Regions from separate parts of the Mus musculus genome. Here region 2 is linked to region 1. The links are chromatin contacts, called in public Hi-C maps. All regions are on one chromosome and are shown on one strand. Each heading gives the region's core, a stretch centred on a gene start, on an enhancer-like site or on the middle of the called end of the contact. The rest is flanking DNA. Distances are from core to core; before and after follow the strand shown.

The links. A called contact is a pair of places that touch in the nucleus more often than the background predicts.
Region 2: a contact with region 1 is called in a Hi-C map of liver, with 3 times the contacts expected there. The contact joins two enhancer-like sites. A contact is called at or near these places in 5 of 484 Hi-C or Micro-C datasets (the G1E-ER4 cell line, the HPC-7 cell line, liver and 1 more) and 3 of 115 datasets of contacts at active chromatin or transcription factors (embryonic stem cells, kidney and neural tube).

What each region holds. Positions count from the first base shown.
Region 1 is chr8:88,855,803-88,859,284 of GRCm38.p6, reverse strand. No RefSeq gene overlaps it. Among named protein-coding and RNA genes, the nearest start is that of Gm42034, 17 kb to the right of the region's middle. Within about 2 kb of position 1,949, at least 3 of the 459 cell types and tissues checked have an H3K27ac peak or open chromatin away from gene starts, as enhancers often do. A contact at or near this core is called in liver, where this site is marked.
Region 2 is chr8:89,011,068-89,014,562 of GRCm38.p6, reverse strand. No RefSeq gene overlaps it. Among named protein-coding and RNA genes, the nearest start is that of Mir8110, 12 kb to the left of the region's middle. RefSeq lists a cis regulatory region at 1-3,495. Within about 2 kb of position 2,067, at least 25 of the 459 cell types and tissues checked have an H3K27ac peak or open chromatin away from gene starts, as enhancers often do. A contact at or near this core is called in liver, where this site is marked.

The DNA of each region.
Region 1 (3,482 bases), core at 700-3,199:
GTTCCTGCAGACCTCCATGAAGCCTTGCACTAGGAGGACCAGAGCATTGGCAGAGGTGCTCAGAGCAGTATCATCCCCACAGGAGACTGGTTCGTGATGACAAAAGATGATCTCTAGGGCTGGCGAGATGGCTCAGTGGTTAAGAGTACCAACTGCTCTTCTGAAGGTCCTGAGTTCAAATCCCAGCAATCACATGGTGGCTCACAACCATCCGTAATGAGATCTGATGCCCTCTTCTGGTGTGTCTGAGGACAGCTACAGTGTACTTACATATAATAAATAAATAATTTAAAAAAAGAGCTCTCTAAAGTACCCATGGAGACAGAGGTTCCAAGGGGAGGTTTCAAGGGGCAAGAGGTCCTGTGGTAGCAGGTTGGACAAGAGGCAGAGGAACTCTATGGTGAGCTACATAGCCTGCGCCACACAAGCCTGTGTGTCTTCTGTAAGCTTCTCCTTTCACCTTCCCAACCTTGCTGTTCACCCCACGGACTGACGTGCCTTAACTACAGATCCAGGAGCCTGTGCCGTCTGGCTTCTGGCTAGATTCTACCACTGAGGGACATTAGCTGATCTGTCCCCAGAGTTTCCACGGACTACACTGCCACTGGAGATGATGTGACCAGCACTCTCCATATGGCCTTCTGGCTCCAGGGTCTGGTAACAGTCTCCTTCTCTAGGCTAGAGTTCATAGCACATTGTTTTGGGGCCTGAAGATGAATCTACCCCAGGTGGGGTCCCTAGACCCTGCCCACACCTTTGTGAAGAGTCCCAGGATTAAATGCTCTCTGTGCCCTCCTTTTCATCCCCTGGTCCTGAGTGACAGGAAAACACTGGAGCCCATGAGGAGGCAGTCAGCCCTGTGATGCTGAGCAGTAGTAGTTCATTTAATTTGGCATCATCTTCTTCTCTTTCTGCCCTTCCGTCAGACACACCTGCACCAGAGTGTAGCTGGGTTTCCGTAGAGCCCCCTGGAACCTGGTAATCTTGTCACAGTCCTCCGGATATCATAACTTTGGGGCTCTGTCCCGCTGGCCTTAGATCTGTCATTGTAGAGGAAAATGCCACAAACCAGGGAGTTTCTACAAGTGTTTGAGGGACCCATCACAGAACCAGTGATCTGAAGGCTTCAGAGAAAATGAAGGATTCCTAATTCTCCACAGTACCTGAGTTATGGAGGGTCTGAGCTCAGAGTGGGAAAAGGCTTTCTGGTATAGCTCTGCTGCGCTTTCCCATCACCTACAAAGAGAAGGGCTCTGATACTCTTGCCTCCTTTCCCCTTAGCTTTCTGTCGAGGCGGCTGCAAATGTCCAGATTCAGTCAAGTTATAGCCTGTGTCTGAACCGCTCCCTCACCTTGCCACTTCCTGCAGCTCTGGGGTACGGACCCTCTCACAGAGGTTCTCACAGATCCCAGGAAGGAGTTGTAGGGGACAGAGAGGACTGCTATCTGGCCATGGCTGCATTTAGAGAGGAAGGCTCTGTTGAGCACACTCAAAGTGCTCATGTCTATCTCTCTCACTTTTAGGATGATAAATATACCCATGTCTGGCTTACAGAGCCAAGGTAGACAGTGGTCCAGAGGCTTCAGCCCACCCAAAGTCTGGGGAAAGACTCCTGTATCCTCACTGTCTCTTACTAGGTTTCTTCCTCTGGAATGTCCTGCCTACGTTCATGCTCAGTGTTCTCAATGTGAGGGGCCGCATACTTCCAAAGCAAATATCCCTAGCCAGGAGTCACTGTGACCAAGAAGCATACAGCCCAAGAGCTATGTGCTCTGAGCAGTGACCTTAGAAAGCAGGGCATGCAGCCCAGGATAAGGCCTGAATGGCCATATGCCCAAGGACCTTTGCCCATCAGTGGGTCAACTAAACAAGACTTGGGACTAGAGCCATGACAGGAAATGTCAGAAAGAGAAAGCACAGATATGACTCAATGGGCATCCACCTAGGACCTTTGTGCATAGCTGTACAGATTGCACTGCCCAGCCACGGGGTACCAGTCACTACACAGTCATCCTGGGCCTCACCACTGTGACAGCATGCAGGCAAGTGTCTGTAACTGACCCTAGGAAGCAGCAACCAGACACCAGCTCAGAAAGGCTACTAGAAATACAGTTTTGGAAAATGTCCCCTTCTTCGTTACTTCAAAGCTATGACACAAGCCTGTGGGTCCTCTGATAACGATCATCTCCGTTTACCCCACAGAACAGCACTGGCCACAGCAAGGCCTCTGGGCACCACCCCATAAATCCTCTTCTCACTGGAGGCCTATCAGATAATGATTTAAAGAACTAGTCACTGGCTGCAATTAAGCACAGAGAAAATAGATCAGTCCCATAATTTCTGTGTGTGCAAGGTCGGGTTGGATCCGTAATTAATGTTTGCGCCCGTTAATGAAACGCTCCACAGCTCTGCACCTCTGTCATTCATGAAGGTAATTTTTCAATTGATTAGTAAAATAATACTTGAAAAGTAAATGCACCTGCCTCTTCCCCGAAATGTCTCAGTCAACCGGACACACTGGTTGGGACGCTAAAAAAATACCACTGCAATCCAGTGGAGACCGGACCTGCACCATCAGCATGCAGAGAGCCTGAGAAAGAGGCTGGAGAAAAAAGCAATTAGAGCAATCGTGGTGACCAGAATCCCTGGGCGGCCCAGAGCTGCTCAGCAGCTCTGCCCAGTTCCCACCTGTGATGAAAGATGCTGAGGCTTGGGGTTCCTGCTGGGCAGGGATGGGCTTTGGGTAGGGAGGCTGCTGCAGAAACCAGGAGGGATCCTGTGCTGTGGTGAGCAGGGGGCAGGGGCATTATAGGATGCTGTTGTTGGGGGGAATGCCACAAACCAGGGAGTTCCTACAAACGGAGAAACGTATCAACAGGGGTGCTGAGTGGGGCATTTGTGAAGCTGGGTGCAAACACTCCATCCAGGGGCTTCTCTGGCCAGGACCATCTGCTCCAGCATTTCTTAGTTGTTAGTTAGTGGACTGTTTGAATGGACCTTATCTTGAAACCAAGAGTAAACATTTTGAAAATGACATCATCTTATATTTTACAGAACAAAACACCTCAGGAAACAGTGGTGTTCATTCTTGGAAGAAAGATTCGAGTATTGATGTGTTGCTGTTTTTACTTTCAGTTCCAAATATTTTAACAGTGACACCCATCTTTCCACCCATGGGAGAGTCTTCCCTATAGCACCGAGCCTATGATCTGGACAAAACTACTCAAACCCACATCGGCTTCCTAGAGTCATTTCTGTCTCTTTGACATTTAAAGATTTGACAATCAATTATTGAACATCAAATATTGAGCCACTTAGCCCATTGCCTCCTGCCAATTGTTTCTTCTTTTAGCAGTTTGCCAGTCACCAGTGGCTTGTCGTGGGTGACTAGGCTTTTCCTATATCACTCCTATAGATACGATAAGACTCTGCATCTTTGCAGAGATTAGCTATTTCTGTGAAGAGCATACTTTATGTTTTA
Region 2 (3,495 bases), core at 818-3,317, 160 kb before region 1:
TCTACTGCCTTCTCCATCACTGAATCTCCCAGGCCCTAGCACAGCGCCCGGGTCAGGGATGAGTGGGTGAAGGACTTGGACTCAGAAGCAAGGTATAGGCAACCAGTTCTGACTTTGGAACCTCAGCTGAGAGTGAAGCAGAGGATGTGAATCTTTCATGAGCAGAATGGTCACAGGAAGAGGAAAGGAGTTGCTTACCGTGTGGAAGTAAACCAGACAGAGCAGAGGACCACAGTGTGCGGCTTCCCAGCCTGGTGTAGCCTGATGCTGTGCACTGCAAGATTCATGTGGCAAATTATTAGGAAAAGCAAGTGAGTATGGCTTTAATTTTTGTACTTTTACCCATGGGGACATTTTTAGTGTTTTAAATGTAAGCATTGCACAGAATAAAGGTGGTATACATGCTTTCATTGCCTTGCTGTGTATCCTAAGGTGGGCATATTCTAGAGCCTAGAAAATGTCTTTAAAACATGTTTTAGGAGCCAGGCAGTGGTGGCACACGCCTTTAATCCCAGCACTCGGGAGGCAGAGGCAGGCGGATTTCTGAGTTCGAGGTCAGCCTGATCTACAGAGTGAGTTCCAGGACAGCCAGGGCTACACAGAGAAACCCTGCCTCAAAAAACAAAACAAAACAAAAAAAAAGTTTTAAGGCTGGAGAGATGGCTCAGTGGTTAAGAGCACTGACTGCTCTTCCAGAGGTCCCAGGTTCAATTCCCAGCAACCACATGGTCGCTCATAACCATTTGTAGATGGAATCCGATGCCCTCTTCTGGTGTGTCTGAAGACAGCTACAGTGTACTCATATACATAAAATAAAAATAATTTTTAAAAAACCGTATTTTAATGGCTGCTTAAATTTTCATCGCATGACAAAAATATGTTTTTTTACACTATGTTCAGGAAGGCACTCCTTTGCACAAGCCCGTCTCTCAAGTTGGAGAGAAATATCTAATGCACAGCTTTCCCCCTTGGTGACAGTAACAGTTTTCAACTACTTGACGTTGGCCCCCATATGAGGTTGTCCTGACTGGAAAGGACACGGGTATAGGAAGGGTAGAGGCTGGATGCTGCCCAGCCTCCACAGACACAGGGCATCAAAAGGGACTGCCCAGACCAAAGTCAACAGTACTAGGCCAGAAAGTTACTGTCCAGGACAGTGTCAGGGTTAATTTTCAACAGGCACTCAAAACTCCAATTAGCATTCTGCCATTGGCTTGCAGGACTTTGCCCTGGGATTCTGTCTCAGGATCACATCTCAGGGGACTAGAATGCATTGGAATCAGTAAGCATTGGAAAACCAACGCTTTTGCTTCCACAGTTCCTATTTGGTTAGCGACCTACACTGACTAATAGTCAGTGGAAGCAGAGTTGGTTGGTTGGTAGGTTGGTTGGTTCATTGATTGGTTGGTTGGTTATTTTGCTGTACTAGGAACGGAGGCTAGAGCGCCAGACAAACAGCCTACCAGGGAGCCACACCCTCATCCTGAAGTTGTACTTTTAATAATTAAGTTTCAGGAAGAAACCACACATCTCTAGAGCTCTTCCATCCAGGCCCAGATATTCCCGTAAACACTGAGTCATGGCATGGTGGTGCAAACCCTGGGGCATTAGCTGCACCCTGGAAACAGTTTCCCCCTAAGGCAGAGAAGGGACCTGGTCCTCACAAAACTAGAATTTCTAAATTCCAAAGGAAGTTTCAGTTAAATCTGGGTGCTTAGAATCCTGTCTCCTCCAGCCCCGTCCCAAACCTTTTTCTTTTTCTTTTCTTTTCTTTTCTTTTCTTTTCTTTTCTTTTCTTTTCTTTTCTTTTCTTTTCTTTTCTTTTTTTTTTAAGGAGCTGAGATTTGCTCTTTCATAGCCTTTACAGAGCCTGGAGAGCTGGGAACCCCACCCTAGTAAGCAGTCACTGAAACTGACTCCTTCCCTCAGTTGAGAAATCCACTGCCTTTTTACCCCAGGGTTAGATCTTTAAGACTTTGCCTGACCTTTGCAGAGAAAATTGGTATAGAGACAATTGATGATAACTCCGCCCTCACCATCGAAAGATCTAAATCCCGCCCACTCAAACGCAGAAGGGAAGTCTGTTGTCCTTTCACCTAGACTCACATTCTTTCCTGGATTGGTGGTGAATGGAGTGCAACTAGAAATATTTGAAATTGTATTTCCCCGATATCGAACCCTACTGAATCTACAGCTCTCCCAAGGAGATGCCAGATCAGGAGTGTCTGACTCAACACAAAAAGAAATAGAGCTTAAACTGGATTAAACAGTCCAGGTGCATTCTTCCGCTTTCACAACGGAGGAGGCAGGCAAGCTCTGGTCAGAGCACTCACCCTGAGGTGCGCCTCTGAACACAGTGCTTCCTGACAGCTTTGCTCCCCCATGCCCTCCCCCTCCACTCATTTCACCTCCTCTCCAGAGCCTCAAACCGGTGTGGAGCCGGGAGACTGTTTTATGTGCAGAAGACATCCTCCGTCTCCAGATCTCTCCCTAGGAGACAGGAGGCAGATCTGGACTCCAACAAGTTACACCAGCTAATGATGCATGCCTCAGAGAAGAGGAGGGGGTGGAAGGCTGGAGAGACAGAAGGACAGACCGGGGCACTGGGGGACAGCTACAATAAGCAGTTATGGCTTGATCAAGAATATGTTGGCTATGAAGTAAGTGCAGAGATGGATGGGAAGTTAACTCTCCTTTAGGCGAAAGCTATTTTTTTTCTTCCGCTCTCAGTCACAACTTTTGGTACTCAAATGCACTTTTCTTTGCAATTTCGTATTAAAAGATTAGACATTTCCAAGATTCACATGGGTGTAGAAAGACAAGTTCCTCTCTTGTTGGCAACACACACACACACACACACAGACGGATGCTCCCAAGCATGGTAGTGGAATCTGGGTCCTCCCAACACGTATGTGTACGTGTGTATGCACGCACACACCGACTAGAGGATAGTATAAACTTAGAAAGGAGGTAAATGAGATTGGCTCACATTCAGCTGACTTTCCAATTCAGATGGCTTGCTGTGGAGGAGATGAAAATGGAGTGGTAGCAAGAAGAGATGCGGAAGTGATAAAATCCAAAGTAGGAACAAGCCTACTGACTCCAACTCCTTAAGTCCTGCTTTATTAATGCAGTCAATATCACCATTAATTCAACAAATACTTAAAGCACAAATCTGTCCCTTAGAGACTGTGGCAACACATGAAGAGGATGTCACCATTACCCTCGAGAATTAGAAATCTAAGCAGGGTATATGACAACGCATCAGACACCCTGCTTTAAGCCCGAGGTTCCAACCTTGTGTCAGAACTTTGGAAGTGGCTCAAAAGATTTCTTTCAAGTAATTTCAGTGTTGCTGAGTCTCTCAGGAGGCTGGTCAGGCCAGGCTGTCATGAACACTTTTCTTACCATTGGATGACAAGATGTATGAATTTGGAATCTGAGAAGCGAAGAGAGCTTCCTGTGGTGGTTTGAATAACTTTGGTCCCCACAGAC